3 separate regions of the Sus scrofa genome follow, and all the other regions are linked to region 1. Evidence: chromatin contacts called from public Hi-C data. All regions are on one chromosome and are shown on one strand. Each heading gives the region's core, a stretch centred on a gene start, on an enhancer-like site or on the middle of the called end of the contact. The rest is flanking DNA. Distances are from core to core; before and after follow the strand shown.

Region 1 (3,031 bases), core at 252-2,751:
GAGGCAGGGCCATAAAAAGTCAATCGTCTGGACATTTAGCCACTAGAGGGAGAGAGCGTGCCTCTGGTGATTAGGGAGCCAATGAAAGCAACTCATGCAAAGGATAGGCTTTCAAGGGTGCTAAATTAAGCTCTAATCAGCTAGGGGCAAAGTCTAATATCAACTGGTAGTTTGGGGAAACTTGAGGATGCTTCCTTAAGACTTTACAACAAATTCTCTTCTACTAAAGAATGAAATTGTTGAAACTATCCTGATATTTATTTCATCTTAATTTTGAATATATTTCAATTCATCTTTTCTAAGGATCTCCACAATTTTGCAGATACTTAAAACACTTAGGTGTAATATTTAGGGGGATTTACAGCAGTTTAGAGAAGTTACCCTTTATATATTGAGAATTTATGTATTATGAACACTCTGATTTTCTATTATAATTTAAAATCTCTGCTATCTATGGGGGTGATTAGAGTGATTTGTGGAGTTCTGTTTGGTTTTTCCCAAATATGACTTTAGGAAAATTACTTTTAATTAGATAACTGACAGGTGTTTTTTTTTTTTTTAAACCTGCTTTACTAATATATAACACACAGTGTTCTTAAAATCGTCATGAAGTAGTTGTTAGCCTGAGCTCAAATGATTTGCTCTCCAATAAAAATTGGTTAATTTTGTTTGTGGCATAGCACCGACTATCACTTGTCATAATTTAAAAAATGAGCCCACTGGTACAATTGCTGTTTAATAAATCTAGAGGAAGTAAACTTTTAAAAAGTAATTCATTAAACAACTTAAATACAGTGTCATACATATGGTGTCCATTATTTAGTGTGTATCAATGTGAATAAATTCGTTCCCAATCCCAAAATCTAAAGAAAAGGTGTTATCCAAAATTTCCCAGACATACAGAATGGCGCTTAAGATATAGTTGATGATTGTATTTTCCATGTATCATTTTTCTTTCCTCAGCAGAAAAAAAAAACTTCAGTAACTATTTCTGGGATTCTTGAAAGGAGTAGGACTACAGTGCCTGTTCCTACTCTTTCAGCATTGATTTTTTTCACAATCTGTGATATGGTTTCTCAGAAATGCTGTTTGGCAGTCCTGATAATTTCATATGTTTTCAAACGTAAGCCACCCAGACTACACAGTTCAGTATTTTGAGCTCCTTTCATTTTCCTTTTCTCTTTAATTATAGAAGTCTCTATTCCCTCTTTTTGCAAATGTGGTCGAGAAAGATGCTAAATGCGACTAGTTGTAGAAAGAACATGTATTTTTTTTTTTTTTTCTCATTGACGATCCGTATAAGTTCTTCCCAAATACAAAAGCTGTTCTATAGCCAATTGATGCTATTGATGGGCAATAGTTTACTCCTAACAACTTTTTGGACCCTCACCCGTTCCTCTGACTTTGGTGGACGTGGCACATGCCCGGTGGACAAAAAAAAAAAAACAAGTAAACACTCTAATTTTAAACTTGCACTGTAAAGCACTTTCAAAATAGTAATAGTTGAGCTTCATCTCAGACCTGACTTTCCTTCTCAATCCATTCCCGAGGACCCCTCTCTCCTCGGTCTATCCGGCGCCCTTTTCTGAAATTGCACGGCACAGTTAATTGCGAAGCCGAGTGGGTGGGTCCACGCGCACACCCAGACTCCGGCCAGGACGCCGATCCCGGAGCTCCGCGTCGCGCGCCTGGATAGCAGCCTCGCTCCTTTCGCCTGGCCTCACCACAAATCCCAGTTTGAAAGAAAACTTCACGAGGCCGAAATGAACCTCCCCTCGCCGTTACAATTCTTCCTTTCGAGCCGGCAGAAAACGTGAGATTTACCAGGACTCGGGGGTGTGTGGATTGGGGCTGCCGGGGTACTCTCGGAAGCGGGTTACCTGGTGCCCCCTCTGGGGGCGGGGTCCACCGTCCGGGGGCGCCGGGCCAGGGGGTACGCGGCCCGGCGCGCGGGTGGGCGCGAGGAGAGTGCGCGCGTCGCGGAGCCGCAGGGGCAGCACTTGTCCTGTAATCGATTGCCGAGCGCGCCGAGCGGCCCTGCGCGCATACACGCGCACTCGCGCCCTCCCCAGCCCCCCCCGCGCGCGCGCACACACACACATACACACACATAAACACACACATACACACACGAACACACGCACAGGCGCCCAGGCCCCGCACACGCACGCGCGCGCGCACGCCCGTCCTCTTGCCCGCCAGTCCCCGCGCCCCGGGCCCGCCGCCGCCGCCGCCGCGGTGGCCGCCGCCGCCGCCAGCCAGCCCTCCGCCCGCGGGCGTCTGCGCGAGCCCGGCCGGCGGGGGAGATGTGCTCTGGCTCAGGCGGATCGGTTTCTCGGGGTTTGACCAGCTGTCCCGGGCTAACCCTGCTCCTCGCTGAAGATGGAGGAAGTAAAAACAGGATTACCCTTAGCTACAGATCCACTGCCTTAGTTTCCACCACCAACTGCAGTGCACAAACACACGTTAGGCACAGGAAAGAAAGAAAAAGAGAGGACACACTAACAGTAAACACAAACAAAAGGGTGATGGGATTATTTTACTGCATGCACTGCTGAGGTAAATCTCCGCTTGGCTTTTGCGTGGCGAAGAACAGCTCTTGTTTTATTTGTCTCTGATTCATAGATTATATATAAATATGTGTATCTGATTTGCAAAGGGGGGGAGTGTTTTCAAAGTTAAGTGTAATTATATAGCATCTCGTTTTGCACTGTGATGTGATCAAATGACTTGTTGCTGTTAACCAGTAATAATAATAATACTATAGACATTTTTTCTCTGGGAGGGATGGATTGTGGTTATGATTAGGGTAACGATTTCTGTAAAGGACGCTCAGAGAATCGGGTTGCAGATGATGTCTTCTGCCTTAATTTGTCGTCCCCTCCTTGTAATCTGTTTCTGGGATGTGAATCGATCAATCAGTTCTCATCTCTATAGCTGTCATGGATTTGGACTTGTTTTGCTTTGTTTTAACTTGAATTCCAAGAAAGATTGGGCAGCTTGGAATAAATTGCAGCTGTCCAGATAGAAG
Region 2 (3,031 bases), core at 371-2,870, 95 kb after region 1:
CAATTTTATGATTTTTATACAGAGGATATCATCCCCACTTTACATAGTTGGGAACAGGGACATGTTAAATGATGTCTTATTGTTCACATATGTAAAGTACTTCAACACAGATATTCTAGTCCAGCATCTCCATTATTTACCTAGGACCTACTATGTTGCTTTGTAATTATTTTTTTTTACCTTTTAACAGATAGATACACTCCATATGACTAACTAAAGTGTCTATTCATTAAGGGTAGGAAATAGGTATGCATGTTGCAAAAAAATTTTTCTGCTGCTACTTCGTAGAAGATAAATATCTGATACTGATCTATAAAAATTTGCTGGGTGGTTGTCCAGATTCATTTTTCGTAATTACCACTTCACGTTTTCTCTTTTTTGTTACCGTGCTTCTTGGTTATACATTTTTAACTGAACAATCCTGCATCTCGGCGCCAAATGTTGACACTCTTTATTTTATGGAAATAGTGAGTATTTATGGAGGAACATCAGGGAAAGAACTTCTCTAGCTTTGATGTTTATTCCAAGTTTTGGCAACCAGGGATATTTGAAGCCAGGTTATGGAAAGCTGTGGGGTTCTCTGTCACTTCAGTTCAGAGACTCAGTAAAGCCGAAGTGCATCACCTGGCTTTGGTTCTCGCCTCTGTTGCCCTGGCCCCGTAATAGAAACCCTGCTTCATTTCTTATCTCTTTCTCTTTAGTGCTCCGGCAGCACTGCCTTCTGACCTGGTTTAAGCGTCCTCAGTGACCTCTGGCAATCCAGTGTGAGGATCCCTTTGGGAATATGTCCACTCAGCTAGATTTTATAAAAATGACTTTACTTCTTATGGAAGTTTGGTTCAAAAATTTGTACTTGCCTTATCAAAGAGAGAATTTCACCATGTAATTTGCTTCACAAACCTCCCACAGTTATGTTAAGCAGATGGTTGCCAAACACCAGTTCAAAGTAGATTGCTCTTATATGAAATAAAATCCATGCTCAGAAAATCTGGCAGTGGAAGCTGGTCTTCTTCCAAAACAGGCTCTCAGACAAATTTCTCTTTGCTCAAATCAGGCAAACTACTACACCTGTATTCAACATGCAGTAAAGAAAATGTCAGATGGCACACACTGATTCAAAGTCACTCTTCTTTAGCATACTGACATCCTTTTTTTCTTTACCATAACTAGTAACTGCTTTGCTTTTGGTGATATAGAGGAAATAGCAAGAATTTGGTCAGCAGTTTTTGGTTCTAGTCTCAGCTATGACTGAATAAATGTATGACTTGGACATGTTACTTTACCCGTTCCGAGTTTTGGTTTTGTCATCTATAAATGAGAATAATACATACATCACAGAGTGGCTGTCATGATTAAATCATGTGATGCATATAATGTGTCTTTTGTGCAGTGGTCCTTCAATTAATGTTATGGTGGTGATGTTTTTTGTTTAAAACCTCTGTATTATAATTATTTGTCACTATGGTTAATGTATACATGATCTCTGTAACTTAAAAAAGAAGTATGACAGGCAAATCAGCAACAGTAGTTCAAAAAACGTTCATTAAGTGCCTAGTAAGGGTAAGATGGTTTTACAATGGTGAATAAAGACAGCACTTCCTTTCAAATGTCTTACACTGCAGTGAGTGTAGAGTTAAGTCAGATACACTGATGAAATCACTGTAATGTGTCTTTGCACTCGGGAAACAGTTCATGAAAAAAGGTGGAAAATAAGTAGGCCTTGAATGGTGTGCTAATATTGATAGACATAAGGGAAGGATTCCAGAAAATAATAGGGGGCAGGAAGAAAATAAGTAGAGATGTATAGGATAAGTTCCAGGAAGGATGACTGAAAAATGACTGGAAAAAGCATGAATAACTAAGGGACTAATAAGACATATGGCCAAGAGAAATGATGGAACCCTTCTGTGGAGGTCCTCAGAGTCACACCAATACCTTTTTATTTAATTGTGTGCAGTGAGCAGTCTTTGAAGACATGTAGAATAATATGAGCTCTGTTTTAGGGAGATTAATGTAAACACTGAATATAGGCTGAATTGGGGGAGTGGAATGTGGCGGAAAACTGAAGATATCAGCTAGAAAGTTAGTGAAATTATTCCAGGTGAGAGGAGGTGGGGAATCTTAAGTTCTGTGTTGCCATGAAAATGCACAGCAAGGGGTTGGATGTGTAAGACATGGCAGATATTGAATCTCTAGGACTTGGCAAATACAATCATTCATTTAAAGTATGGATAAGGAGATAGACTGTTGGTTGCCTGTGGCATTTCTGTTTAAACGAGGCTTATTTTCTCCATGTTGTGCATTTCTTATGAAATTAGTTGTCTGCCAAAAAATGGAAATTCACCCTTGGGCAGCAGTGGTGCCACTGCTGGTCAATAAAGTGTGTGGTCTGCTGACGGGCATGCTATAGAAGGGAGTTCTGTAGAAGGGTCCCTGCATTGTGGGAGACCATCAGGGAGTCAGATAGCTTGGCTCCTTGGGTTTTGGGGTTTTGTTTTGCTTTTTTTTTGTCTTTTTAGGGTCACACGTGTAGCATATGGAAGTTCCCAGGCTAGGGGTCGAATTGTAGCTGTAGCTTCTGGCAACACAGCCATTGCAACCTACGACACAGCTCGAAGCAATGCCAGATCCTTAATCCACTGAGTGGGGCCAGGATCGAATCTACATCCTCTTGGATAGTAATCGGGTTCTTTACCACGGAACCACAAGGGGACTCCTTGGCTCCTTAGTTTTATTTGTTTGTTTGTTTTTCAATGAGGTAAAGAAGATACTTTGGGGATATCTATTTTGTTGTAAAGATCTCTTTAAATGTGCAAGAAATACTGCATGAGCTGCACATAGGTATGATTTATCTTTGTAGCAAAAATTGACACAAGACTGTCAAAATGTGACCACAAAGGAAGTCCTAAAAGGCCATCCTCCATAACTGTTGGTTTAGAGATTAAAGTTGATAATACTGACTTATTCCCAAATTGCTGTCTTACCAACCCCTGATAAGTCATAGCATGACAAAGAATAGAGAAAAAGTGGA
Region 3 (3,031 bases), core at 200-2,699, 66 kb after region 1:
ATTAAGGAGACCTGGGGGAAAATGCTGGTTGCACCCCCTAGAGCAAGAGCAATGGGGATGGTGAGAAGTGGTCAGATAGATTATGTAAGAACCTGTCAGATTTACTGATGGATTAGAAGTAGCATATGAGGGAAAGGTGTCAGGAATGACTGCTAGTTTTGACCTAAGCAACCTGGTGAGTAATGATGTCATTTATTGACCTGGGAGAACTGGGAGGAGGATTGGATTTGGGGACTGAAGTCAGGAGCTCTGTTTCCAACATTTGAAGATAGAAGTCTTGACTCTTATACAACGTGTCTTATCCAAAGGAATGGAGAACCAGAATGCTCTTGCAGGGTAGTGCTGGTATGGAACTCCTTACAGTGTAATTGAAGTCCAAAGCTGCCAGACCTTGGAACATCATGCATGACTTTCCTGCTGACATATATGGCAGATCTTTTATGTGTGTTAGACACTCATTGTTTTTCTGTCATTATGTGTTTTTCTTCTTTCCATATCTTTATTCTCTGAGATTTTGCTGCTTACTAATTATGATTTGCCTAAGTTATTTAATTTTTTAAGATGTGATGTCCTCATCTATAAATGTGGATACTCTTACTTATTTGACTGGGTTATTTTTGATGACTACATTAGATAATGTTTGCTGAAGTCTTAGTATAGTGCCTGGAATTAAATTAGTAGGTATAAATATCTTCAGTTATTATTATTTTTGACAAAAGGAATATTATTTTAAAAACTATTTTAAATATTTTGGAATGGGATAGGGTTTGGATGAACGAATAATAATGAGTGTTTATCATACATATATAGATAAAAGGAGTCTTTATTATTTAAATTAGTTGCATTTTTAAAATACTGATTTTAACACTTTGAAGTTCTAGGAGGTACAACAAAGTGTTAAAATCAGTATTTTAAATTGTAGGGGTTTTCTGGCTTGGAAATATGGTCAGTGATGTGCGTTGGTATTTGCTGCCTCATAAGATCTGGCTTACCTTTATGCAAATCAAAATTCCCACAGAAATAATGAGTCAGATACAGCAGCAGGCAGTATTTAGATCACATTTTTGTTCTCTGCTCTACCAGGGCTAATCTCACCATACATTGTATATCAAGACTTTTGGTTTGCTCAGGTTTTCCATCATTTGACCTCCTCTAACCTTTGTTTTAAACCTAAGATTACTACTCTAAGTGTACTAGTATTATGGAAGTTTTTTCCAGAACAGAGTAAATGTATGCTAGAGAGTATTATGTTGAGACTCTTCCTATTACATTAACAGAGAGATCTTTAAGGAGCAAAGGCTAGATCACTTAATAAAACCACAGCCTCTTCTTTGGCAATCCTGTTGAATCTGGAAGAAAGCCAGAGGTGGCCAGTATAAGGTTAGATTCCATTCCATCAGCATAATAGTTAATAATAGTTGACTGACAGGGATGTGAAGGGTGCCCTCTTTTCCTCCCCCCTCTCCACCCCCATTCCAGGCTAACCTCTCTAGGGAATATGCCATTCCATTCCCCATTCCTAAAATTCTTTGCTCGAGCACAGCCAGGGGCTGCGGGACTGGTGCCTGATTGTAGAAAGGGTGGGGGTGTCTCTCTGAAAGGGTTGTTAGTCCCTGTAGTTGTGCTGAGGGACTAACTATCACATCTGTCGGGATATGAAAGAAAATGAGCTACCCCTGCTGTGGCTCATGTTTACGTGCGAAAAATAAGTAGACTCCTCTCACTCACCTGAATTAATACCACATCAAGATCAGTTCTGCTTCCCTGCAGCCACAGGTGACATTTCTGTCTATGGAAAATTAGAGCTGCTTTTGTCTGCTTTTTTGTGAATCATACCTCATGTCCTATATTATTCTGCACTGTTAAAATGATATTTTCAGGGAGTTTAGTACTAGTAAATTAATAACATTTGCAGCTTTCTTCTAGCTTTTTTTTTTTTTTTTTTTTTTCCTGTTCGGATGCAGGTATTTGCAGGATAGGAACTATTCAAACAGTAACAGCATTCCAGAGATTCTTTCCCTAGATTCTACATGCTTCCATTCAGAGTTCTATTTAAATGCTGAGGAGTATTGCTGAATATTGAAGAATAAAATATTTATTAGTATAGCATTTAGATGAAAATTCAAAGATCTTTTTCCAAGTCCAGGTAATTCTTATTGGATGACGATTCCTAAACTAAGCAGTCTTGAGATCAATAATTTGGTAAAATTACTATTTGGTGTTGCCTGCAGTTCGGGTTAGCAATTATTCTTTACTCCACATCTCACCACTGCAGAGCCACTTGCTAACTTTTAATCACCACCTTCTCAAGTTTAAGAGCTTGGCCAGAGTGATCCCGGAAAGTCTTAACATTTTCCAGTGAGTAAAGTCCATCTCTCTTGGAGATCTTGACACCTATCATTAACAAGGTGCAACCTCTTCAAGGATAATTTAGAATACAGACCTGCTCTTCTGTATACATAGCAAAACATAAAGAGGTTAACCATCAGGATAAAGTAATTCTGAAATAGTACATTGTAGTGACCGGCAGGCTAGCCCTACATCATGTCACCTCCTTCATTCTACAGATTATGTTGTGGGTTTCAAATGTTTTTCTCAGGTCAGTTTCCCTATCATTAATGCTGCAACACCTTTGCTGAGTAGATATCCACTCTCTCATTCTTTTATTACACCACAGTGAAACCAGCACACTAACTCTCATGGGTTGATGAATAAATTCCAGTTTTACTGGCTTTTGTAAATAAGCCTTTAAAAATAGTTTCTGAAGTCAGAATATGGTGAATAAAGTTCTTAATCAGATTTTTTAAACAAAGCCTTATTTAAATGAAATCACACTGAAATATGTTAATATTTGATGTAAATATGTTAAAATATGCCATCCATCCTTTGGGATGTCATTGGTGTCACTTACCTTAATGGCAAATTTGGCTGGTAACATGAGTATGTGCCCAGAAGCCTTTCTATTTGATGATATATATAATCTGGAAAATATTTAGTAGTCCTTAAGTACCTTTTAATAAAAGGATTTCAA

What was found. Hi-C and Micro-C count contacts between places; a contact is called where the count stands out from the background.
Region 2: a Hi-C map of alveolar macrophages shows a contact between it and region 1, with 2.2 times the contacts expected there. The contact joins the enhancer-like site here to the promoter of IKZF2 in region 1. A contact is called at or near these places in 2 of 47 Hi-C or Micro-C datasets (alveolar macrophages and embryonic fibroblasts) and 2 of 2 datasets of contacts at active chromatin or transcription factors (alveolar macrophages and skeletal muscle).
Region 3: a contact with region 1 is called in a Hi-C map of skeletal muscle, with 4 times the contacts expected there. The contact joins the enhancer-like site here to the promoter of IKZF2 in region 1. A contact is called at or near these places in 2 of 47 Hi-C or Micro-C datasets (blood and skeletal muscle) and 2 of 2 datasets of contacts at active chromatin or transcription factors (alveolar macrophages and skeletal muscle).

Annotation. Positions count from the first base shown.
Region 1 is chr15:115,675,973-115,679,003 of Sscrofa11.1, reverse strand. IKZF2 (zinc finger protein Helios) reads left to right here and starts at 1,501. Exons shown (of 8, transcript XM_021076006.1): 1 at 1,501-1,813.
Region 2 is chr15:115,580,865-115,583,895 of Sscrofa11.1, reverse strand. All of the region lies in intron 3 of IKZF2 (zinc finger protein Helios), which reads left to right. Among named protein-coding and RNA genes, the nearest start is that of IKZF2, 95 kb to the left of the region's middle. Within about 2 kb of position 1,620, at least 4 of the 83 cell types and tissues checked have an H3K27ac peak or open chromatin away from gene starts, as enhancers often do. A contact at or near this core is called in alveolar macrophages, where this site is marked.
Region 3 is chr15:115,610,224-115,613,254 of Sscrofa11.1, reverse strand. The region is part of intron 3 of IKZF2 (zinc finger protein Helios); the gene reads left to right. Among named protein-coding and RNA genes, the nearest start is that of IKZF2, 66 kb to the left of the region's middle. Within about 2 kb of position 1,449, at least 12 of the 83 cell types and tissues checked have an H3K27ac peak or open chromatin away from gene starts, as enhancers often do. A contact at or near this core is called in skeletal muscle, where this site is marked.